Linked DNA regions of Mus musculus: all the other regions are linked to region 1. Evidence: chromatin contacts called from public HiCAR-type, HiChIP or PLAC-seq and promoter capture Hi-C data. All regions are on one chromosome and are shown on one strand. Each heading gives the region's core, a stretch centred on a gene start, on an enhancer-like site or on the middle of the called end of the contact. The rest is flanking DNA. Distances are from core to core; before and after follow the strand shown. Region 1 holds the start of Dimt1 (DIM1 dimethyladenosine transferase 1-like (S. cerevisiae)). Region 2 overlaps Nln (neurolysin (metallopeptidase M3 family)). Region 3 overlaps Sgtb (small glutamine-rich tetratricopeptide repeat (TPR)-containing, beta). Region 4 holds the start of Ppwd1 (peptidylprolyl isomerase domain and WD repeat containing 1). Region 5 holds the start of Adamts6 (a disintegrin-like and metallopeptidase (reprolysin type) with thrombospondin type 1 motif, 6). Region 6 holds the start of Srek1ip1 (splicing regulatory glutamine/lysine-rich protein 1interacting protein 1).

Evidence for each region. Promoter capture Hi-C pulls out the DNA fragments that hold promoters and counts their contacts. HiCAR-type assays count read pairs that join an accessible place to other places. HiChIP or PLAC-seq counts read pairs in DNA pulled down with a chosen protein or histone mark.
Region 2: a contact with region 1 is called in an H3K27ac HiChIP or PLAC-seq map of embryonic stem cells, with 12 times the contacts expected there. The contact joins the enhancer-like site here to the promoter of Dimt1 in region 1. A contact is called at or near these places in 3 of 39 promoter capture datasets (pre-B cells, second pharyngeal arch cranial neural crest and stem cell-derived epiblast-like cells), 4 of 115 datasets of contacts at active chromatin or transcription factors (embryonic stem cells, forebrain and pro-B cells) and 2 of 9 other capture datasets (adipose tissue and liver).
Region 3: an H3K4me3 HiChIP or PLAC-seq map of pro-B cells shows a contact between it and region 1, with 8 times the contacts expected there. The contact joins the enhancer-like site here to the promoter of Dimt1 in region 1. A contact is called at or near these places in 8 of 39 promoter capture datasets (the 3T3-L1 cell line, the C10 cell line, cranial neural crest and 4 more) and 3 of 115 datasets of contacts at active chromatin or transcription factors (embryonic forebrain, pro-B cells and stem cell-derived neural progenitor cells).
Region 4: a HiCAR-type map of astrocytes shows a contact between it and region 1, with 12 times the contacts expected there. The contact joins the promoter of Ppwd1 here to the promoter of Dimt1 in region 1. A contact is called at or near these places in 17 of 39 promoter capture datasets (the 3T3-L1 cell line, the C10 cell line, the HPC-7 cell line and 11 more), 6 of 484 Hi-C or Micro-C datasets (CD4 T cells, cerebellum, megakaryocyte progenitors and 3 more), 10 of 115 datasets of contacts at active chromatin or transcription factors (the 230-238 cell line, acute myeloid leukemia, astrocytes and 7 more) and 2 of 9 other capture datasets (adipose tissue and liver).
Region 5: a contact with region 1 is called in a promoter capture Hi-C map of pre-B cells, with 11 times the contacts expected there. The contact joins the promoter of Adamts6 here to the promoter of Dimt1 in region 1. A contact is called at or near these places in 7 of 39 promoter capture datasets (the 3T3-L1 cell line, 3T3-L1-derived adipocytes, cranial neural crest and 3 more), 1 of 484 Hi-C or Micro-C datasets (B cells), 3 of 115 datasets of contacts at active chromatin or transcription factors (astrocytes, embryonic forebrain and pro-B cells) and 2 of 9 other capture datasets (adipose tissue and liver).
Region 6: a promoter capture Hi-C map of pre-B cells shows a contact between it and region 1. The contact joins the promoter of Srek1ip1 here to the promoter of Dimt1 in region 1. A contact is called at or near these places in 14 of 39 promoter capture datasets (the 3T3-L1 cell line, 3T3-L1-derived adipocytes, the C10 cell line and 9 more), 6 of 484 Hi-C or Micro-C datasets (CD4 T cells, CD8 T cells, Sertoli cells and 3 more), 10 of 115 datasets of contacts at active chromatin or transcription factors (the 230-238 cell line, double positive thymocytes, embryonic stem cells and 5 more) and 3 of 9 other capture datasets (adipose tissue, embryonic stem cells and liver).

Annotation. Positions count from the first base shown.
Region 1 is chr13:106,945,321-106,949,304 of GRCm38.p6, forward strand. It overlaps Dimt1 (DIM1 dimethyladenosine transferase 1-like (S. cerevisiae)), which reads left to right and starts at 1,809. Exons shown (of 12, transcript NM_025447.4): 1 at 1,809-1,963; 2 at 2,266-2,339; 3 at 3,381-3,467. The coding sequence starts at 1,885.
Region 2 is chr13:104,093,151-104,097,134 of GRCm38.p6, forward strand. All of the region lies in intron 1 of Nln (neurolysin (metallopeptidase M3 family)), which reads right to left. Among named protein-coding and RNA genes, the nearest start is that of Nln, 14 kb to the right of the region's middle. Within about 2 kb of position 1,796, at least 90 of the 459 cell types and tissues checked have an H3K27ac peak or open chromatin away from gene starts, as enhancers often do. A contact at or near this core is called in adipose tissue and embryonic stem cells, where this site is marked.
Region 3 is chr13:104,137,902-104,141,885 of GRCm38.p6, forward strand. It overlaps Sgtb (small glutamine-rich tetratricopeptide repeat (TPR)-containing, beta), which reads left to right. Exons shown (of 11, transcript NM_144838.2): 11 at 1,839-3,960. The coding sequence ends at 1,950. Among named protein-coding and RNA genes, the nearest start is that of Sgtb, 30 kb to the left of the region's middle. Within about 2 kb of position 1,935, at least 72 of the 459 cell types and tissues checked have an H3K27ac peak or open chromatin away from gene starts, as enhancers often do. A contact at or near this core is called in pro-B cells, where this site is marked.
Region 4 is chr13:104,227,122-104,231,105 of GRCm38.p6, forward strand. It overlaps Ppwd1 (peptidylprolyl isomerase domain and WD repeat containing 1), which reads right to left and starts at 1,723. Exons shown (of 11, transcript NM_172807.4): 1 at 1,485-1,723. The coding sequence starts at 1,680. It overlaps Cenpk (centromere protein K), which reads left to right and starts at 1,845. Exons shown (of 10, transcript NM_001377093.1): 1 at 1,845-1,881; 2 at 3,608-3,758. The coding sequence starts at 3,642.
Region 5 is chr13:104,285,614-104,289,597 of GRCm38.p6, forward strand. It overlaps Adamts6 (a disintegrin-like and metallopeptidase (reprolysin type) with thrombospondin type 1 motif, 6), which reads left to right and starts at 2,222. Exons shown (of 25, transcript NM_001081020.2): 1 at 2,222-2,387.
Region 6 is chr13:104,815,032-104,819,015 of GRCm38.p6, forward strand. It overlaps Srek1ip1 (splicing regulatory glutamine/lysine-rich protein 1interacting protein 1), which reads left to right and starts at 2,139. Exons shown (of 5, transcript NM_026075.3): 1 at 2,139-2,335. The coding sequence starts at 2,323. Cwc27 (CWC27 spliceosome-associated protein) reads right to left here and starts at 1,922. Exons shown (of 14, transcript NM_026072.1): 1 at 1,656-1,922. The coding sequence starts at 1,697.

The DNA of each region.
Region 1 (3,984 bases), core at 559-3,058:
TGCTGACAGTCCAGGAATGTCCATGCAGAAAAATTCTCAAATTACCAAAGCTGCCATTTTCGTGTACCTAGCCTAGGTTGTAATTGTTGTGGTCCTGATAGGTGTGCAGTGACCTTGCATCTGAAAAATGAACTGAAGGCCTTTCAGCATGGTCTCAACATCAGCTTTGGGGCCGAGTGTGAAGTCTAGCATGCGCAGTGCTGCTGCCATAGGGAAGAGAAGGCTGGCGCCATGTCCCTGGGAGGTAGACCAGGAGTCTGGGGTATTGCTAGGTGTGTGAGACTGCACACCTCCCCCTTTTAAAAATAAGCTATTTGTAAAAGCAGTGGTGATGTCATGTTCAGATTCCACGAAGGAACTTTGAATTGCTGAGTGCCAGTAACTGCGAGGGGAAGCTTAAGTTCCAGAAAGAAAAACAACGCCATAATTTTTTTTTTTTTTTTTTTTTTTTTTTTTTTTTTTGCTAATCGCGTATTTTGGCTTTTGTAACTGTAGTTAGCTTGCAACTGCGGGATGGGAACCTTGAGGGCTTTCCAGGCTCAGAGATGAATGAACTTGGGTCCGGAATACCCAGCTGTAGTCACCTGCGGCTGGAAGAAAGGCTTTCCATTGGCTCATAGGCAGTGTTCAAGTGCTCCTTGGTGGGAACCCCATAATAGTCGACTATAAATAAAAGATTATATTAGGATATTTTAGAACTTTCCCTGTGCTCGAATTACAGCAAAGAAAGGAAGGACTAAAACCTAGGCTACGAGAAAAAAAAAAAAAAAAAAAAAAGCCGGGCGGTGGTGGCGCACGCCTTTAATCCCAGCACTTGGGAGGCAGAGGCAGGCAGATTTCTGAGTTCGAGGCCAGCCTGGTCTACAAAGTGAGTTCCAAGGACAGCCAGGGCTATACAGAGAAACCCGGTCTTGAAAAACAAAACAAACCAAAAACCAAAACAAACAAACAAAAACCTAGGCTACGGAACAGGTTCTTAGCAGTAGCCTTTGGTGGTTGATTGCAAAGACTTTCTTCAGCGCACAAACAGAAAAATTAAAACCGAAACATTACACTGGCAAGAAAAACAGCCATGAATCTTTTATTCTGTATGTTACAGCCCGGCGTATAATCCCATTACAATATCCAACACATACCTGTAATCAATCCCATTTACAGGGTTTTGAAATTGTTATAGCCTTTATCTTTCAATAAATAAACATTGAGAGCAGCATATTTTAACTATGACATTCCAGTGCTGGAACTCAGCAAAACGACGAGAAAATGAACAAAAAGCATAGAGAAGTAACCAGTAAGTGCCGTGTTGGAACGAGAGCTAATTCTAATCTAACTGCTTTCCACAACGGAGAGACATGTTACCCTAAACCACCAAGCTCCGTGTCCATCGAGCCTAGGCTTCTCAGCCCACAACCTGCAGGGAAACAGGAGAGACACGAGAGATCTTTCCGCAGATATCAGAATGTCCCAGGGCAGTGCCAAATGAAGCACCCAATTTGCCGAGACCCAACCAATCCTAACTGCCTGCCTGAGCGGCGCGGTTTCCTCTGGGAAATCGGGCTCTTGGGGAAGTTGTTGCTCCAGCTAAAACTCTAAAATCCGGTGGCTAACCCGCTGGAGCCAGCCTTGCCTCCGGAGGAGCTCACCAGACAGAAACTACAATCTCAGCAGCCACTGGGCTCGAGTCCGCCTTGCCGCGGGAGGAGCCCATAAGAGACTACAATTCCCAGCAGCCACTGGGCTCCGGCCTGCCGCTGACTGGGTGGGTCGGTGATCGCAGTGGGCGGGGAAGTGGGCCTCTCGGGCGCCTAGTCGTGACGGCGACTGAGGGCGACTTCCACGCGGTTCCCGGCTGCTTTCGCTTGGCACAGGGACTCCTCCGAGAAGATGCCGAAGGCCAAGTCCGCAGCGAGTAGCCGCCGGCGGGATCGTCAGGAGCAGCGCCGGGAGCTGAAGCGAGCTGGAGGTGCGGTGTGGAGGATGCTTGGGACTGACCCGCGGCGGGGGAGCCCTACGGTGGCCTGCGCCTCTAGCCGCCCCGAGGAGGGTGGGCGCTCAGCGCTGACCCTTCCCCGCGCGCGCCTGGTCTTCCTTGCCAGCAGGAGGGATGGATGGACTCAAAGATACATCCCAACCCCGGCCGGGAGCGCGGCGCTTGTGGATGCATTGGAGCAGAAACCGTCCCGGGTCCATCCTGCTTCTCTGGGACGGCCTGAGATCGGTTCTTGAAAAGTTGGGAAATTAAGGCTGCTTCGTGTTTTATTTCAGGACTCATGTTCAACACAGGGATCGGACAACACATTTTGAAAAATCCTCTAATTGTTAACAGCATCATCGATAAGGTGGGTGTTAACGATGAAAGGCAGAGCGTTTGTGGATTGTATTTTTCTGACTACTTAATGCCTGTATGCCTAAGTTGCATGCCCATAATTATCCCAGCATTTGGGGAAGCTGAGGCAGGGTGATATGCTCGACCGCAGCCTACATACTAAGAAAATATAAACCAAGATAGGGTGCCTGACAGAATAGTTGCTCTGTATGTATATGTTGGATGGGTTGAGAATTGCCCAGTGATTTCCAGATTATTTCCACTTTTTGGAGGCTCCATCTTGTTTTTGGAACTGGGTCTCATGTAATTCAGGGTGGCCTCAAACATGGTGTGTGTCAAAGCCAGCCTTGAACTCCACTTTGCAAGCGTGTATCATTTTGATCACTTTCTAAGTACATCATCGTTACTCTTTTTATTCCAGACCGTAAATTTACGTCCAAATCACACTGAGTTTGTTCCTCAGGAAAAGATATGGTACTGCATATGAACTGTTTGGAGGATTCCTTCTGTATGGGTTACTGTGCTGTGCTTATGGAGGATTGAGGGCCTGGAGGTAAAATACAGACGGTACAGGGAGCATCCTGGAGCCATAGAGTATAGTTCTCCAGTCTCACCGAATATTCTACTCATAAGCATATGCACACTGGTAACGTTTTGTATGGTTACTATATTCTTAAAACTGTACAGTGGTTAAGAATTGAGAAATCTTTTCCATTTGAATGCACTCTTTCCCATTTGAACTCTTTGGAAGTTACAATTAGTTACAGTTTGCTGGAATTATTGCCAATGTAGAAAGCAGGAACCCACCAGTAGAACCGATTGCTCTTGCTTTTGTTCTGGCTCCAGAAGCTGAGTATATCCCCTAAGTTAGGAAATACAGGTTTTCACTTATACCTAATGCCTTTGAGGTACTACTGCTGTTAACCACATAAACCCTGAAAAAAATGAAGCCAGAGTAAAATGTCTTTAACTGTACATTGATAAACAGAAACAGTCACTTACAGACTTTGTGTTCAAGTGGGCCAGAGCATAAAGGAGTTGTGTTTATTTATAGGCTGCTTTAAGACCTACCGATGTGGTGCTGGAAGTTGGGCCTGGGACTGGCAATATGACTGTCAAGCTGTTAGAAAAGGCCAAAAAGGTAAAAGTGGGGTTTCGTGTGTTACTCTCAAATTAGCTCAGCTGGTTTACAAATGTGAATGTTTTAATAAATTGGCATTGTTCCAATAGTAGTTAGTGGGCCCTTAGAAATTTTATCTCTAAAAATGAGATCTTTCTATCAAAGAAAACAAAATCTACACTTGATGTATTGGTGGGTGATCTAATATAGGAATGGGCCATGTGTTTAAAGGAGTAATAATAAAATAGAAAGTCTGAGATAACCCACAGGGCAGCAGCTAACCATTATGAAGCCTGGAAGAACAGAGCCGTGAAGTTAAAGTCATTAGGACCAAGTTCAGCAGGAGACTCAGAGGGTAGGATGATGATGAAGAATGGGTCAGGGAGTCAACCAGAATCAGAAACTCAAATGGCTACGATGTAGAAGTGGTCACGACACTTGGTGAAGCCCCTGTGGATGTGGCAGGAAAATAGTTCAGCTTTATCCACTTCCATTCACCTGGAGTGCTATGGTTTCTACTCTGGATGTCAGTTGATGA
Region 2 (3,984 bases), core at 546-3,045, 2.9 Mb before region 1:
AATCTCATCCTCGGGCCTGAACTTTAGCCAATTTACCAAGCTGCCTCTCAGCCAGAACATTTCCCATTAGAACACCAGAATTGTGGAACCAGCAGCCCAGGCTGCTTCTACCACCGACAGCAGCACCACATGACAAGACGCTACGAGGGTAAGATGAAGGTGACGTGGGAGATGAAGAGGTTTCTGGTTTGCATGGTCATGTCATAGTGCCGTTCACCAAGCTGAAATTCAGAACTAGGTTAGAATGGGACTTTCTTTCCCTTTGGGACAGTGGTGTTGGGTAGGAAACGCAGGCTCTGAGAGCGGGTGGTGGTAGGAAGGAGCCCTATGTGCATTAGCTTCCAATGTGTTTGCTTGGTGACACCAGCAATGTCCAAGTGAGATGTGTCCTGGCATCTGGAACTCAGCAATGTCCAAGTGAGATGTGTCCTGGCATCTGGAACTCAGCAATGTCCAAGTGAGATGTGTCCTGGCATCTGGAACTCAGCAATGTCCAAGTGAGATGTGTCCTGGCATCTGGAACTCAGGGGTGAACAATGAGCACAGACCTGCGCTATCTCTGCAGCACCCGTGGGAGACTTGCAATACCATGCTAGAGAGCCTAAGCTTGGGTGGGCATGGCAGCTCAGCCTGTGCTCTCAGCACTTAGGAGGCTAGAGAGCCTGGGCTATCCAGTGAGTTCCAGGCTAGCCTGGGCTTCACAGTGATCCCTGTTTCCAGTAAGGAAACACAAGCAGAAAACCTTTAGTGAAGGCCTGAAAAGGAACTGTACTCTAAATAAGCTCTCTGGTAGCTGATTTTTAAGGACAAAAGAGACTCCCCTCTCAGTAAATTACAGTAATCTAGATAAACAACATGAATTAAAAGGAGCAGTAGTAGAAAAAAATAGATTCAAGAAATATCCAAGTGAATTTTTAAAAGCAGCAGAATTTTATAAAGGTTGAAATGCTACAGAGTTTCTAGTTTGGGTACACTGGCAAGTGAGATGGGCTTTGGGAATACCTACTAGGTAAGTGTCAGATGTGACTGCTTTATACTCAAGTGCCTATGAAAGACAGGGGTGTACCAGTGTGCTGGTTTTAAAACTCTATTTTTTAAATGTATTAATTTTTATTTTATGTGCATTGGTGTTTTGCCTGCCTGTATGTCTGTGTGAGAGTGTCAGATCTTGGAGTTACAGACAGGTGTAAATTGCCATGTGGATGCTGGGACTTAAACCTGGGTACTCTGGGAGAGTAGTCAGTGCTCTCAACCACTGATCCGTCTGCCCGGTCCTCTTATCTATTATAAAAGTGTGTGTGTGTGTGTGTGTATGTGTGTACATGTGTATATGTAAATATATGTATATGTGTATATATATTCACATTCACACACACACACACACTCACTCACATGTTCGTGTGTGAATGCAGGTGTTTGGGAGTAGGTGTTTTCTTTCTACCGTAAGTTCTGGAGACTGAATTCAGGCCAAGCTTGGTGGCAAGCACTTTCATCTTGCTGGCCCAAGTGTGGTGATGTGGAGCTGGAGACAGGACCGGAGACAGCTGGAGTGAGGAGTAGGAGGGAGAAATACAAACCTCTCTGACAGAATTGTGTCACCTATGGAGAATTCGCGCGTGGGTTAGTTCCTTTTGCTATGATCAAGTACTTGAGCAGAAGCAGCTTAAGAGAAGAAGGGCTTGTTTGGGCTTATGGTAAAGGGAATGCTGCTATTGTGGCCTGGTGGGAGTGTCCACAGAGGCATGGTGTAACTGGTCACGTGGCAGTGAGTCAGCAAGCAGAGTGGTCAGGGAGCAGGGCCAGGCTATAAAACCCCAATGGGACTCCTCCAGCAAGGCTCTGCCTCCTAAAGATTCCACAACTCTCTAAAACAGTGCCTTAGCTGGGACCATGTGTCCAAACACAGGAACACATGGGGAACCCTCTACATTCAAACCACATGAGTACAGCAACAGAGGACTCTGGCCAAGCAGAGGAAAGGAACTGAGCAGTAGGTGGATGGAGGGAGGGTTCCAGAGGGATACAGTGTGGAAGCTGGAGTGTGTATGTAGGTCGGTTAAAGGAAGGAAGTTGGCAGGGAGGCACACGGAAAGGGTCAGAACAGGGGCCTGAGAAAATCCACCACTCAGACTCAGATCAGAGGATGCTGGGGGAGACTGCTCAGCTCCAAGGACAGTGATGAACTTAATGGCTCTGGAATGACACGGAGATCAACCAGCGCAGGCTGGAAATTGTTCCATTCCGTGACTGACAGCCCAAACTCGGTATCACCTGATCACTGGTTATCCTGCCTTGTTCTTGGCAGCCACGCCAGTCTTCCAATTGCAAACAACATGGGATTTTAAGAGCTTTTCCCTAGGTGCTGTTTGTGCTATCCTGCTCTTAGTAGGTAGTTTAGTTAGCAGAAAAATAACATCTCACAATTAACACTGTTCACAATCTCTTTATCAGACTGGTGTTTTAATGAGTAGAGAACTAGAACTCTGATTCTCTGATCTTTCATTTTTCCTCTTCAAACATCTCGTCAGGAGGTTGCCTAGGTCCTCCCCCTCCTCACTGATACAGCTCTGTAGCGTCTTTTCCAGGTGGAGGTGATGGAACCTGGGCCTTGTCCATGTTAAGCACCTGTTCTACCACTGAGCACCCTTCAGTATCTCAAGTTCTTAATTACCCAGGCCCTAGCATTCCTCTCTGCCTTGGGTGGAAGGGGGATGCAGTAAGTTACAATGCTTGGTATCAAACACTGGGCTACATTTTCAATACAGTAACCCCTCCAGTCTTTACAAAGATTGTAGGAGGCATTTAATACTCGCTCCCTGTTAGTTTAGTGAGACGGCATGACTGTGAAACCTCTGTGGACCTCAGGATCTGCACAGCACACTCCCTCTCTCAGCTGATTTTTCTTAGTTCTGAGCAGCCCTCGTCTTCTCACCCACTGCTATTTTAAGTTATGGTAAACAAGGGATTAGAGAACACTGGTCTCTCTACGTCCAAATCCCATGTCCTTCAAAGCCCAGCTGTGACACATAAGTCACGCCATTGTCCCTATTTCTATCTTGGACGTGACTCCTCTCCCTTGAACTGCCACATCAATTTCTCTACTACCACCTAAGGGGTTTATCATCTTCACATTTGTACTCCAATCACTTAAGTGTAATTCTGTACCATTACTATACTGCGTTTCCTATGCCTTCTAACAAGCAAAACACAAACAAGATAAGAATTAGTCCTGGTTGGAGAGATGACTCAGCAGTTAAGAGCACTGGCTGCTCTTCCAGAGGACCTAGGTTCAATTCCCAACAGCCACAGGGCATCATAGCTCTTTAACTCTAGGTCCAGGGGATCCAACACTTTCACAGAGACGTACGTGCAGGCAGGCAAAACATCAATGCACGTGAACTAAAAATAATTAATTATAAAAAGTCTGCTTGCACACTTACCACACAGCATTCCCTAGGCTGTTATCCATGGCATTGCTCACTGTCAGCTACATTATAGGTCTGCATGATACATCTTTCTCTGAAACAGTGTTTAGAAAAAAATGCTTCTAATAATTCTGTTTATTAAAATATTCCTGTTATTTTTTTAATTTACGTGCATGTATGTATGACACTTGTATGCAGATGCTCTCAGAGGCCAGAAGAGAGTATCAGATTCTCCGAAGCTAAATTTACAAGCTGTTGTGAGCCACTGAATGTGGGTGCTGGGAACAGAACTCCAGGCTTCTGGAAGAGCAGTAAGGGCTCTTAACCACTGGGCCTTCTCTTTAGCTTTCCTTTTCCCTAAATGCCAGGTAGCCCATAGCAGAATACTAGACTGACCCAATCCTCCTTCAATTATTTTTTTCACCTTAATAGTCTTTTTTTCTTACCTCTGTACATTTATTCATTTATTTTTCAAGACAAGCTCTTGCCATGTAGCCCCAGGCTAGCCCCCAATGTGTAGAAATTCTTCTACTTCAGCTTTCTGAATTCTGACATTATA
Region 3 (3,984 bases), core at 685-3,184, 2.8 Mb before region 1:
TTTCACTGACCCCTCTAAGGATCCCAGCCTGGGAGTTGTTCTGTCCTGTCCAGAGAAACTAGGAAGACTGGTGCATTGTGTTTTGGACGCACTGTTAGGAGCGTGCTGTAGAGCTCTTTGATTACATAGTGGACAAGTAGATCACATCCAATTCAGGCATTTATAGCTTATCTTCAGGGTTTGGTTTTCCTCCTCATCTTCAACAAGAGACTGTTTGTTTCCCAAGGAGAAACCTTTAGCCTGGGCTGGAGAGAGGGTTCAGGTGGTAGAATTTGCCTTGCTACCAGGAAGACATGAGTTCAATTCCCTGAAGAAATTGAAAACAAAAAACCAAAAACCTGGCAGTGATGACACATCTTGTAATTTCAGGGTTGGAACCTAGGGACAGAGGATCCCTGGGGCTCCAGGCCTGTGAGCCAGCCTAGACTGTAACAAAGCCTTCTGGCCAGTCAATAAACCCTGTCTTTTTTTTTTTTTTTTTTCCGTGCGGCTTTTTAAAAATATTTTTTTTACTAGATATTGTCTTCATTTACATTTCAAATGCTATCCCAAAAGTTTCCTATTACCCCCCCCCCCCGCCCTCCTTCCCTACCCACCCACTCCCACTTCTTGGCCCTGGTGTTCCCCTGTATTGGGGCATATAAAGTTTGTAAGACCAAGAGGCCTCTCTTCCCAATGATGGCCAACTAGGCCATCTTCTGCTACATATGCAGCTAGAGACACGAGCTCCAGGGGTACTGATTAATTCATATTGTTGTTCCTCCTATAGGGTTGCAGACCCCTTCAGCTCCTTGGGTACTTTCTTTAGCTCCTCCATTGGGGTCCCTGTGTTCCATTCTATAGATGACTGTGAGCATCCACTTCTGTATTTGCCAGGCACTGGCATAGCCTCACAAGAGACAGCTATATCAGGGTCCTTTCAGCATAATCTTGCTGGCATATGCAATAGTGTCTGTGCTTGGTGGCTGATTATGGAATGGATCCCCGGGTGGAGCAGTCTCTGGATAGTCCATCCTTTCATCTTAGCTCCAAACTTTGTCTCTGCAACTCCTTCCATGGGTATTTTATTCCCTATTCTAGGGAGGAATGAAGTATCCACGCGTTGGTCTTCCTTATTCTTGATTTTCTTGTGTTTTGCAAATTGTATCTTGGGCATTGTAAGTTTCAGTGAGTGGATATCAAGTGACTTCTTTTGTGATTGGGTTACCTCACTCAGGATGATATCCTCCAGATCCATCCATTTGCCTAAGAATTTCATAAATTCATTGTTTTTAATAGCTGAGTAGAACTCAATTGTGTAAATGTACCATATTTTCTGTATCCATTCCTCTGTTGAGGGACATCTGGGTTCTTTCCAGCTTCTGGCTATTATAAATAACGCTGCATCCAATATATACAAAGAGCTCAAGAAGCTGAACTCCAGAAATTCAAATAACCCCATTAAAAATGGGGTACAGAGCTAAACAAAGAATTCTCAACTGAGGAATACTGAAGGGCTGAGAAGCACTGGAAAAAATGTTCAACATCCTTAATCATCAGGGAAATGCAAATCAAATAAACCCTGCCCTAAAACACACAAAACGCACTGCACCCAAGGACCAATACTAACAGTTGTCCTTTCACTTCCATGGGTGCACTTGCCCTCATGTGCACCAGTACACACATGAGATGTACAGAAACGCACACCACACACCCCCATGGGAACTCTCTGTCCTGCAAAATAATGCTGTGTAGAACAGTGGTGATATTATGGCTCTAAAACTTGTGTTCATAGGAAAAATTCCCTCTGAAAGTCCTACAGCATCTCCAGTTCAGTTTATTCCGCTTTTGTCCTGCAGGGGGCAGCAGTTTGCGCAGCAGATACAACAGCAGAATCCGGAACTCATAGAGCAGCTGAGAAACCACATCCGGAGCAGATCGTTCAGCAGCAGTGCAGACGAACACTCCTGACTTGACCAGGACCCTCGCCCCAGTACAAACATTCTGACGTGTACACTTGTAGATAATAGCCAAAAACAAAGTAACAAAACCCACCCTATACAGAGTCTGAACATAACGGAGGAAAGTCTCCTGTGTAAACCTGAGAGAATACATCTGTTTAGATAATAGTTTACCACAAGCAGACTTGAACGTAATCCAGACAGACTCCTTTGGAAAGCAGTGATCAGTAGCCTTGTTAAGGGTGAATACAGCCTGGGGACAAGGGTCCATCCATTTTAAAACTTTTATCATCATATTTGTATATTAGACTTAGTACAGAGTATATTTATTGAATAGTAGGGCTATTTATTGGAAAGTTCGTTAGCTGCAGGTTTCCCTAGGCAGTGGTCTTGAGCGGGGCGATGCTGGTTTAGAAGACACGTGCTTGGCAGCACGTCAGAGAGAAGCGCTGGCACGCGCTACCATCAGTGACGCGTGTCTATCGAGAGTGGCACTTGGAAGATACTGTGAATGCCCAGAAAGCGAAGGCAGTGTGCTCAGGTTTTCTGCATAGATTTTTTAAACTAAGCTTGTCTGTAGCTTCGTGTTTATAGCATTCGCATGGCCAGTTAAGTACATAATGAAACATACTTAGAAATCCTTAATGATGCTGGTCAGGTCAGTGACATTACTGCCCCATTTAATTATCACAGCTTAAATGTCACAATTTCATTGCTGGAAAACTTACCTAGGGCAGTATCTCGTTACATTTAAAGAAGCCACTGACGTGTCCCCAGATTCCGGGTTTCCTAAGTGGGATTTAATTATGTGCCCATCAAAGACGACGACGACGATGACTATTTTTCTTGACCATTATTTGATGGCTAACAGAAGCATCCATCTCTAACATTGCTCACTTGTGTAATCCTTTGGTGCAGTTTGGCTTGGCATGTCGGTTCTTATGCTTAACTTTAATTTATTGCAATTTAAACGTAACAGGAGACTTCAACTGTCTTATTTTAAATTGGATGCCACACTGTGCATCTGGCGTGTGCTTAGTAGGAAGAAATGACACGAGCTATCGATGGGAGGACTCTTAGTGCACTGATGGATAAGAAGGCTCATTTCAAATGGAACTGGCTTATTAACCAAAAACTTGGTTCGTATCCCATCACTGCATTAGAGAGGAAATAAGTAGGAACAGAGAGTAGATGCCCCATGGAACAGATCCTGGAGCTGTTAAAGGACAACCAGAGCGCCTGGGAACACAGATCAGTGCATAGTGCTTGCCCAGCATGTGTGAGGCCCTGGGTTACCCCTTCCCTAGTACTGCATGCAAAGGGAATGGCGGTGAGTCCCAGCACGTGGGAGGTAAGGGTCAGGACCAGGAATTCAGCATCACTCTTGGCTACACAGTGAGTACAATGCTAGCCTGGGCTACAGGACCCCTGTCTCGAAAACAAAAACCCCCAAACACCCCAGTAGAAAAAAAACCCGACCCAAACAACAACAAAACAGACAATTAGAAAACCTCATGACTTGCTCTAGATTTCTGTATTTAACAACTTTGGGAAACAAATCTTTGTGAAGAAGATAAGCTGAATAGGCCTGTCTTGTTAAAAAAAAAAAAATAAGGCTCAGATGATTTCAGTGGTCTTGGGAGAGAAGGATATCCCTTCTCTTTAACTCTTTCGGGAAGCAGACAAGGAAGAAACAGCCCCCAACTCATGTGAGCAGTAGGACTCGGATAAGAATTCCCAGCTTGGGAACTCTATCTTCATGTGCTGATGCCCCTTGCTGAAGGCAGCTCTTCTTAGGTGGGACACAGGAACCAGTGCATCTTTCACTGCACGTTTCTAGTTTTGTTTCTTTGGGAAGGAAGGACCAGACAGCCAGATGTTGTCTCCCATTTCCACAGATTTTCTTTCCAGTCAGGACACCCTTCACTCTTCGGGTCTGTCCAGCACATCGGAATCATCACACTGCAAGCCATTTCAATAATTTTTTTGGTATGGTCTGATTGTGCTAGCTGTCTTAAAAGTTTAAGACACTTCCCCAGTATTC
Region 4 (3,984 bases), core at 473-2,972, 2.7 Mb before region 1:
TAATAATAATAATAAATGTTTAAAAAATAGCTTAACTCAAAGTACTATAAAACAACCATATATCATTGTGAACATATACACACAAAAGTCTAATCTTGCCTACATTTCCAAAAATTTTAAATCACTAAGCACCTGTCATCCTCCCTCAAACTCAAACTCCATTGGTTGGCTTAAAAAAAAAATCTGGCTAAGGGAAAAGATTTTTCACATGATATACCTATTCCTGTCCCAACTCTATTGTTCATAAGACACTTGTTTCCTATGTCAGCATTTCAAAGTTTGGTTTTTCTTTTTCATTTTGTTTCGTTTTCCTTCCTAAATTATCCTTCCATTCTTTCCACCTAAGCAGTTCTTGTAGTAATATTTAGGTGAAATAATAACAGCACAAATGTTATAAAATATTCATTTAAACTTGTATGCAAAACACTGTATTGAAGTGTTGGAGCCGAAAGTACAAGATCCTTGTTCTTACATGATTAGGCTAGTAGTGTTCAGGAAGTCACATGAGTAAACACACAACTACAAAAAGTAGTAAGTGCCTCGAAGGCAAAAGCAGGATTGGGCAGAAAAAGTAAGGAGCTAACTAAAGGGTGTCACTATCCAATGTTCAAAAAGCACTGACCTAAAACCTAGACCTGTTAAAAAGCTAGCATGGTTAAAGGAGAGAAATGACTCCAGATAGAGACACTTCACAGTATCTGGACAGGAACGTAGAGGAGCCCTTGCTCAAGGACAAGGTAGGGTTTTGAGAATGGACAGAATTGGGAGTCCTGCTTGGGGAAATAAAGAGAGACAAACTGCCTCATAATCCATGTTAAGGTGTTTGGGCTTTGTTCTGAAAATAAAAGATTTTTAAATAGTTCCACAGTCAGAATTGAGATTAACGCGTGAGCGAACGAACACACACACACACACAACCCTAAGACATTTATGAAAAAGTTCCTAGAACAGTCTTTAAAACAGTAAATATTATCTCTTTACCAAACTTTAATATTATAAAATCTTGTTATTATTCACGTTAGTGGCAAAACTTTACTATATTGTCTCGAGTATGGCTTCATATCCAGCTAGCTTAAGCAACTTCCCCTGAGTTTGAAAATTCATTACTAGACGAGTCAGGGTTGAAAGCTTAAGTGTTTATGATTCTGAGAGCTCCTTCCCACACCTGCTCAATCAATATTAGGAATTCCAACTTCACACAGCAGCTATGAGGTCAAAAAAAGCATCCAAACACAGAAATACAGACAAGCACTAGTTTGTATCATCTCTGACAGTCAGGAATCAACGGTGTTCCTTTTTTTTTTTTTTTTTTTAACACGCCATACTAACACCAATTCACTCTTTAGGGAGGAAATGCAGTGAAGATCGTCCGTTCTAAGTGCACAAACCCACAATCTCACTCCCGCCCGTGGGCGTGCTTGAGATCAACCCTCCCACTCGGCCGGAGTAGCCGTCCAGCTTGCTCGCGGGCTCTCCGCTGCTACCTTTCCTCTTCTTGGCAAGGGTTGCCTCCACCGGTAAAGGCCCGACCCAGCGCTCTTCATTCTCATCATCATTTTCTTCGCTCCCCGCCACTGCCAGGGCCGGTTCTCGCTCGCTCAGTTCCGTTTTTTCTGATCCCTCTGGGTCTCGGCGCCTTCTCCTCCTCAGCTGCGAATCGCTCCCACTCTCGGTCGCCATGTCGTCCGAGGCGTTAGAAGAGACGCGACGACCGAGTGAACTAGGTTTCCCCGAGCCGCGGCGCAGCTTTTGTCCGTCAGCTGCCGGAAGCGCTTTTTGATTGGCTGCGGTGGGCGCAGCTGGTCCAATCAGCGAGCAGCGCGCGTAAACAGCGCGGCTTGGCTGTGTTGACGAGAGCGCTGAGGAGGCCGGAGGACTGAAGTGAGTTGAAACCGGCTCTGACTGGCAAAGGCCCCAGTTTTCTGTCAAGGAGGATGGCAGCTCGCGGGTTTGGGGGACCCAGGTACCCCCTAGATCGGACGCTTACGCCTTACGAACTGGAGGTCTCGCGCTTCTCGGCCTCTCGGGCCAATGCTGTTCTAGAACCTACCTGTTTTTTCCCGAAAAAGCCGAGGGGCGGGGTTGGAAGGAACTTTTTGTTAAAAAGAATGAAGTAGATTTCTATCAGCTAAACTATATATTGAAATTACTGTAATTTATAAGGTGGCCTCCCATTTAGAATATTCTTTTTGACTTGGAATGTGTATGTATGTGACGCGAGAAATTCACGAAGGGCCTGCGTGTTACGTTCCCGCGTCTCCACCTGCCTGCTCTATGTTTGACGATTAGCATATAGTCTATGAGCCTTTGCTATTTCTGGATCTTTATATTTCTGTATAGGTCTAGAATTTCCTCATCAAGTGCGACAGAGTTTTTGTCGCCTTTAAGATGTTAATTAAGATAAAAGAGGACAATTTGGGGGGAGTTGACATCTTCGCGTTATTGACACCTTTAACCTAGGAGCATGCTACCGTGTTCTGTCTATTCCAACAACAAAGCTGCATCCTGTACCACTTCTCCGTTGGTAATTTACAGGTTAAGCAATTTAAGACTTAAAAATTCCTTATGAGTAAAAAAATACATTGGGGCGGTGTTTATTCTGATTTACATCTGATGTTGTAAACTACAGGTCCTCTCTACATCCTTAAAATTACCTAACTGTACCTCATGATACACTATCATCTTTACAACAGCCATCTAGTAACCTTGCCCTGGATGACTATATTCATTAATATGCTATCTTTTGTTGTTTTAATTGGGCCACTAGTTAGTAATTTAAAGTGGGCTACTATCCAAAGTTGCTTTATATTCTTTGAGTTTTCTTAAAGACAAAAACAAAAAACAAAAAAAACCAACATTCTGTAACCTTTCCCCCTCTCCTCTTAAAATTTTGTTTGTAAACCTTATAGCCTTTATGTGATAAGCTATTTCTCTGAACCCTGACCCCTTCTGAGATAGGATTTTTCTTTTATGTCCTGACTGTCCTTGAAAGGACAGAGATTCGAATGCCTCTGCTTCTGCTTCCCAAGTGCTGGGATTAAAGGCAGGGGTCACACCACCTGGCTGTATCTGCTCTTAAAATTCAAATTCCTTGATACTTCCTCACAGTGGATCACCTTAGGTTCCATTTCACTTAGTTGGAAGAAGTAATTCAAACACACCTTCCACAAGCTCTTACCAATACATCTCCTCACCTACCTGAATTTTGCACTCTTGTTTTTCTACTGACTCTCCTGTTACAATGGAACTTTTTAAAATTTAAATCCATTCTTCATTAGGTGGACACTTAGTTGATTACATATCTGGGCTATTGTGAATGGTGCTATAGTAAACAAGATTGTAAACATCTTTTTAACATGCTAGTTTCCTTTGGATATATATCTAATAGTGGAATTACTGGATCCTGTGGTAGTTCTGTTTCTAATTTTTGCTAACATCCATACTCTTTTTTTTTTTTTAATAATGGCTATATGAAAATATTCCCTCCAACAGGTGCGTGTTCATGTTTCTCTTTTGATAAAAAGGACTTTTTGTTTTTTTAGTCACTCCTACATTCAGCAGATAGTTGTTTAATGCATGTGTCTTTTTTTTTTTTTTTTAACGTTAGTAGTTGCAGTAAGGTGAAGAAAACTATAAAGGATATGTCAGAGAATAAACAAGAAGTACATCCAGATACTATTACAGATGTGGAAGCTGTTATAGATACAGAGGAAGAACTTATTAAAGAATGTGAAGAAATGTGGAAAGACATGGAAGATGTAAGTTTCAACAGATAAAAGTGATATATTAATATAATTTTACATAATTGACTTAGGAAAGAAACCGTGTTAGTTTCCGCATAACTATTTTTTTTATAAATTATTTGTATAGATTTTATACCTAAAAGCATTCTTTTAAAAATTTTTATACTTGATAAGCTATAGAAAGAGAAAAAAAATAATGGTAGTTTTGGTTCTCAGGGAGATTTTTTTTGCTTATAGAGGT
Region 5 (3,984 bases), core at 972-3,471, 2.7 Mb before region 1:
GCCTTTTTAAGCCATTCAAGGTTTTCCAGAACGGAAGGGAAAAAATATCAAATGGACAACAACGTTAACAGAAGTTAGAAATTTAAGAACTGGTATTTAGAACGTGCCTCCTCCTTATTTACATCCCTCAGGTCCAATTTCATTTTCTGGTTCTGACCATAGGAAATTGACTGGGTGTTAATTAAAGACTGGAATTTCAAGGCTCAATTTCCCCTCCCCCAACCTTGGCAACCCTTAAACAATTCCCAACCCCGCACTCCACAATACAGACAGATAAATGATGCGGCAGATTACACAGCTGAAAGGCAATATTTGTCCTGAGCTATTTTCGATTTTCTTCCTGTTTCCGATACTTTCGCCAGACATTGTTTGCTTGCTTAGGACTTGGAAAGTGCAGTGGGCATATTTTTTCTCTATGGTTTAATGCCAGGGGCTTTTTCCTGGTAAATGAAAGTGAAAGTGCTATGTCGGGGTGGTATTTTATCTTTAAAGGCTGAACTGGCAGCTGATGTGGAGGGGGAGGTGGGATTGGAAAGCAAGAAGAACCGGTTCTAAATGTTTTGTTTGTTTATCTTGAGATCTCAGCAGGGCTCCCGTGTTGTCGCTGCGGCCCCCACCCCCAACCTTTTTAGGGGGCTGACTTAGGCTTTATTTTCTTTTGAGCAATCATTGAAGTTTCTTTCAATCTACTACAAACAAGCAAAAACAAACAAACAAACAAACAAACAAAAACAACTAAAACACCCCCCCCCCCCGCCCCCTCACTTGTGGCTTTCCCTGGTGCAGTTTAAAACACCATCTAGTCTCTCATCTGGAAATAATGCAATACTCCCCACCCCCTTTTCCTTTTATAGGTCCACATAACCTGAAGTCGATAATCACATGGAAAATGTGCAGGTCTCAATTTCGTTTCCTTTTTATTCTTTTGGTGGTATTTTCACTTGTTGAAGTATATATTCAACACACAGGCGTTTTGTTCATGTCTTTAAGTCTTGAAATTTTGCTCTACTGATCTGACTCCTTACATGACAAAATTTATGAATAACTTTTAAATATTTACTGCAGAAATTAAAATAAAACAAACAAACAAAAGTCAGAGAATGACACCAAAAATTCTAACAGTGACATTAGTCTACCCACCCCATCCCCCACCCCCTACCCCGTGCCTTTCCTTTTTCCAAGAAACTGTAAATAACAAACCAGACAAGACTCCGCAAGAGGTTAGAGGAGGAGGAAATAGGCGGGGTGGGTTAGGGGAGAGAGGTTAGAGGGCCGGAGTTTCTCTCATTCACAGGGTGGAAAAGTTGACATTGTCTAAGCCCTTCTGAATGGCTGGTGGTTGGATACCCCGATTGTACCTCTACTTCCCCTCCCCCTCCACGTGACGACCCAGGACACATGCGCACCCGACGCAGCCGAGGCACATCTGCAGACTGACGTCAGTTTGTTCTGCCTCTGAGGAAAGCTGCCAAAATTTTCTTCTGCTGCAATTGAAGTTGGCTTGGGGCCGGCAGTGAGCTCGAGGGCTACTTCAACAAAACTTTTCCTGCCCTTCCTGCTCCTCTTGTCTTCTCTCTCCTGATACCTTTTGATGCTCTGCACATGTTATTTGCATAGCAAAGGCACTAAGCTGTCCAGGAAGAGAGGGCACCACTTCCACCCCTAATAAGCCTTTCCCCTCCTCTTTCTTTTTTCCTTTTTTTTTTTTTTTGAGGGGGGGTGGGTGGGGGGAGGGAGGGAGTTGGGGGTTGCAAAGCACTTCTCAGGTTGATAGCCTTGGATGTATTGAACGGATTTTTTTCTTTTCTTTTCTTTTTTTCTTTTCTTTTCTTTTTTTTTTTTTTTAACTGCCAAATCGGAAAGTCTGTTCTTTAAAACTCCAGTTAGCGAGACTATAGGGTTTTATTCTGGCTGCAGAATAACTGGCTGGTGTGGCTTTGCAAGGGGGGGCGGGCAGGCAAAAAGAAAAGACAGAAAAGAATACGTGAGTCGTCCAGTGCAATCTCTATTGTTTGAAATTTACTTTTTATCAGAATTTGAAGATGAAAACGGTAAGGAAGACTTCACAATATTCAATGAAACCTTAAAAAAAAAAACCCAACAACTTGTGCTTTGCTTATCTTCCGAAAAACGCTTAGATATTCTCTCTCTGTCTCTCTCTCCCTCTCCCTCTCCCTCTCTCCCCTTCTCTCCCTCTCTCTCTCTCCCTCCCCCTCTTCTCTCTCTCTCTCTCTCTCTCTCTCTCTCTCTCTCTCTCACTCTCTGTGTTGTGTCTGCGCGCGCGTGCGTGCTTTATGGCAAGAAGTGAGTTTCACTAAACTCACATTACAGATAGAAATCTTTTAAACTCTAGTCTACTCGTGGATGTAAAATTCCGGGGCTTACAGGTATTTTATAATGTGAAAATACGCGCTTATTGTATGAATTTGCATGTTGTGCGAAGTGGACTTGATTATGATCATCGTGGACTTTTAACTAATCACCAGATAGCGTGGAGAAGGTAATGATGATGTGTGTTTTTAATCGATTTCCAGACTTATGAAATTGCCTTCTGAGAATCCGTTTCATGTCAGTGTCTTTAGTATTCAGACAAGTGCATATTTCATGCCTGTGCTCTCAGGGTAGCAGTAGTGTGCTGGCTGAGCACCGATGCTCTAGGATATGTTAAGCTCTTAATAGGCTAATCAAAGAGATGAAAGCGTGTGGTTTTGATTTACTTTTGCCCACTTGGGCCATGCTAGACTCATAACTCTCTGGAGCCTTGTTTATCAGAGTATGTCTGTATATATGGTATATAAGACTGAAGTTCAGTGACTGGGGAGAGAGAACAAGAGTGCTGAAGGGAGTATTGGAAAATCTTTCTGATAATATATGCTATAATTCATGTTTTTGATAAGCTGTCCACTTGTATTAGGGGCAAAGAGAGCAAGCCAGAGTAAGAAAGCACACTGAGAGGGAACAAGAGAGTAAGTTTCTTACTCTTGTTTTTATTTGAGCTGCTGGTGCAACGCGTTTGGGCCAAATGCCAACTGTCTGGGTCACACGCGTTTTATCCAAATAGATTTAGCGCTGCTGTCTGGAAATGGGCTGCTGAATGTTAACTTTAGGATCAACTCAACCAGGGCAGCTCAGACTGTTACCCTCTGTCTGGATGAGGTGGAATGGGAAGGGGGGTTGTGTGTGGGAGGGTGTGCAGAGAAGAGGGGAGAAAAGGGAAACCAAACCATTGCTTGGAACTTTAAAAAAATACACTGAATATAATTTTCAATTTACTCTCTTGTGTTCAGAATTTTTGTACTATTTTTTCTTTCTTTTTCATTTCTTTTCTTAAGATTATTTTGATTAGACTGAACTATTTAGTGGTGAATTTGGAGCCCTTAAAATTCATGACAGGGAAAGAAAGGCAATGTAAAACTTAAAGGCGTCTTAGAAAATTAATTTTGAAGATGATTATTTTCCCCAAAGCAGCAGTGCAGCCTTGTTTATATTAACCTGATGCTTACATGTGAATAGTAGTGATGTTTTTGGAGTGTGCTACATTAAAGCAAATCATTCATTTATCACAACTGGCAGCAAATTTTTCTGTGTAGTTATATTAATATTTTTTGTTATTCCTCAGAGTAAATCTTCCAATCATTTAAGACTGAAATATTGTAAATAATTTTTATGTTTAGTCTAAAAACCTGCAAAATTTCTCTCTATTCTTGTCTGTTTTTACTACTTCCTCTTCATTTCCTTAGCAACCAAAAGTAGCTACTAGTGGTTTAGGGTGGGTCTGTGTGCCAAATCTTGCTGTTTGTGAGCTTAGCAACAGATGAATTGAGTTATCATATTGAGGAAAGGTAATAGCATATTTGGATTTTGTGGGAAGGGGGAGAAAAAAGATGTAGATAATTTGTCATAGTTTTACAAAAACAAATCCAAAACCAAAGTTGGTTATCAGTATTTTACACTAATACCAAGGAAGAGAAAAGTCATTTTTTA
Region 6 (3,984 bases), core at 889-3,388, 2.1 Mb before region 1:
TTTAATTAAGCTGAGAGAAGATAAGGGCCATCAACTAAAGTTATTCTCTGAACCTTCGAATGTGTGCAGTGGGACCAGCATGGAACAAGACACAGACACAAACAGACATAGACACACATACACACACACACACACACACACACACACACACAAAGTTTTAAAAATACTTGTTGTATGAATGAGCTCCTGTTCAGAAGTGCTTTTACTCTGTGGATATATCAAATCATTTCCTACAGTAAACAACTGTTTCCAGCACAGCTAAGGACTCATATGAAACCCTGTTTTAGTTCTTAAAAAAGAAGTCATTAGAGTCAAACAACTAAATGTGCCCATGAGGAATAACAGTTTAACTCCACCCTCACCTATGCTTAATACCTCTCAGAAGCTAAAGAAACAGCATTAAGTCATGTGCCTAGCTATTCTTTCGTAGTGTACGAACTCTACGTAAAGCAATGTTCTAGGCCAGTGGTTCTCAACCTTCCTAATCCTGTGACCCTGTAATACAGTTCCTCATGTTGTATTTACCCTCAACCGTAAAACTATTTCCAGCTATTTTATAACTGTAATCTTGCTGTTATGAATCCTAATATAAATATCTAATATGCGGGGTATCTGATATTCGACCCCTGTAAATGGGTTATTCAACCCAAGGGGTCATGAGCCACAGGTTGAGAACCACTGCTCTAGATGCTCATCTTCAACTCTATAGTGTTTGCATTCTATATAGGAAAGAAACCAAGGTAAGATACTGTTAAATACTGGGTAATTGCTGAGACCCAGGGCATCACTGAGATCTGCTATTTGATAGGCTTCTTTGTTACATTTGAACAGGTAAAATAGCAAACTAGAGAAATGAAGCGTGAAGGTTCTGCATTGTGGAATGGTCAGTCTATTTCATCTCTACACGCATTTATTCATTAAAATTAATATTGTCCTCTAGAAATATATAGCTCAGCATGAAATCTATCAGGGAATCTACTCCCATTCCTATGAAATAACATTCCTCACTCCTCCCCTGCTTCTAACTGACAATTATCTCAAAAGATATCTCCTCCAAGATGTTTTCCCCATCATTTCCTGTTTTCCCTCCATCACTGTCATGGCAATATAATCTCTTCTTCAATACCTCCCAAGCAAAGGCAGGTGTGTTCATGCACGTCTGTAATCCTGAGATAGGGAATTAGTATATATATACGTGTGTGTGTGTGTGTGTGTGTGTGTGTGTGTGTGTGTGTCTATAATACAGACACACATATAAAGGTAGAATACCAACCTTTGTATCATCAGCACCTAGTAGAGTGCGTGGTGCCAAAGAGGCCTTCAATAATGACTGTAGAGAATGCACGATCTCCAAGTTAAACAACAAGCAAAAGTGTACAATCTTGAGATAAGTCTTAAAAACAATAGACACTAGAAGGCGCTCACGTGAGTTGGATCAAGGAAGTTAAGGGGTCAGAAGACTAGCGAATAGGGAGGTTGCCCAAGAACTCTTTCAAAAATATGCTGAGACACGTCACCGTAAAGAATATAAATGCAACACTGGCCATATGCAGGGTGTGGAGAAGAGTCCTTTGGTCTTTCCACCTCTAAAATCCCCGATAGCTGCCCCTCCCTGCCCGCCCCCAGTCACCGTGTCCAGGAGGTAAGGCTCTCACCTTCCCATTAGTGGGCGGCTCCTGGATGTAGATGTTACTCATCTTGCTCAGTGCTCAGGACTCCGCTCCTTAGTGTGGCCGCAAGCGAATGGCGGGTCTCCGGCGAGGCCCACCTGTTAGCACACAATTCTTTAACCTGAGTATTTGGGGGAAAACTTCACTCGGTCAGAGTCGGACAAGACAGCCGTACTAATCACTAGTTACTCCCCAAACTAGCCCATCATGGACGCCGCCATGTTGCTCCCGGACCGGAGCACCGCTAACCCCGGGAGGGGGGACTTCCCTGTCCTTCAGGAAACTAGAAAAGACTATAGGACCTCTACAACTTTAGAGAATTTGTAGCGAGGTTTATAATACGAGCTAAAGGGCCAATCCGTAAATCCCGGGGCTGCGTCCAGGTCAGGCGATTGCAGATAGCACTCACCTCCCGAAGCGGGCCGAAATGGTTCCGACCGCGTGTGCTCCGCGGTAGGACACCCCTGGAAACTGCATCCACAGCCACTTAGTTCCGCCAACCCTAGATGTGCATCGGGCCTTCCCCTGCCCGGTGAAGTTGTAGTGGCCGGGTGGGAGAGATCCCTTTGGGAATGCGCTGTCCTCGCAACGGACCTGAACCTAACGTGATCTCGAAAGCCCAGGACTCCGACGATCCCACTCACCTTGCATCATGGCAGTCCCAGGTGAAGGTCAACCGCAGGGCTCTCTCACTCCAGAGGAATGAGACGAGCAGGGAAGCCCAGAGCACGGGGGTGGGTGGCAGCGAGCACTTGGGGAATCAGGCGAAGGCCTAAAAATTTAGATTTGGTCGGCTTACATGAAAAAGCTTATACTACAAGTTCAAAGCGGGGTGAGAAAGATAGGGAAAGATCATCTCTGTCATTCTTGGACAAGCCCAAACTGCACAGGATTAGAGGGAAAGTGTATTGTAAGAGGGACAAGGGACTTGGTGACAATGAGAACTGTAGGCCTAAGGGGACAACTTGCCCAGAAGACTGTAACTTTCACACGATTTCAAAATAAAATTCGAAATGTGAGCATTTTGCCGAATCCAGGTGGCTATACACATTATACTGAAAGTCGCCAAGAAGAGCACCTGAGGCTTGTTCTAGCACTTCCAGCCTGTAATTTCTATGTGGCTGCAGGCCCGCTGCTGTGCCCTTCCGGGCCTCAGTTTCCCTATCAGTTTCAAGACAGTGCTTTCTCGAATTAGATCTAAGATTCTTTGTAGGTTCCACTTTTGTGTTCAGAGGTTTCTAACCTAGAAACGGCAAACTGAGCTCCGGGGATGTTTTTGTTGCTCCAGTTTACTGGGGAGCCGCTAAGAACTTCCCCAAGCCGACTTTGTCAGAATGTGTTTCTGTAAAACCCTATTATCAAGCAGGTGTTTTTAAGAGATATACCCGCCTCGCATCTCGGAGATTCACAGTGCATAGTACTGTAGGAAAGACCCTCAAACTATTTGTGAAGCCCCAACTTTGCTTAACACTGCCCCTTCCCGCTACTGTTTGACCCCTGTCTTTGTTCCGTGGCAGCCTTTTCTGAACTTTATTCTAGAGATTACTGTTGCGGGGTGGGGCTGCTTCCTAACTTCTGCAGAGGAGCACTCCAGGAGCTGTGAAAAGAGAGGTGACTACATTTATTGAGTGTGTGGCAGTCAGCATGGTAGAAACCCTTGCTCTCCTAGAATTCGGGGGGGGGGGGATTTACAGAAAGTAGAACTAACGCTGGGGCGAGCAAAAACAGGACACCTAACAGGATCCAGAGTGTACAAAAGGATGTTCCAGATGAAAGCTAAAGAAAGGTGAGAGTGCAGGGGACCTGCAGGGAGAGGGAGCAGATACAGAAAGGAAGAGGAACTAAAAGAGGGAATGAAAGAGCCCTGCCGTGGCTAACGATCAGCTAACCTGAGAGAAAAGAGAAATTAACTAAAGCGATAATTCAAAGTATCTAACTTTTACTATGTAACCCATGTATCTGATACTATGTCAAACATTGTATATTTTTTTCCTCCCTTTAATAACCACTGCTATGAGATAGCTGTTGTTAGTCTCACTTCACAGACGGAGAAATCAAGTAACTTGCCTATTACAAAAGCTAATGGAGATTATCCAAGCTCTTGGCCACCATGAATGCAAATGCATTCTCCAACATATCCATGGCACAATAGATTCCCTGCGACTGAAGGACCTTACAAGCAAAAACAAAGTGTTAGGATGTTAATAGACAGTAGGAAAACACTTAACAGCTTTAAGAAAAATTACATTTTAGGATACTGTGACCTAGAGGAGAGTTAGTTAATGTAGAGGCGTTGTTGGTACTTAAGGGTGAT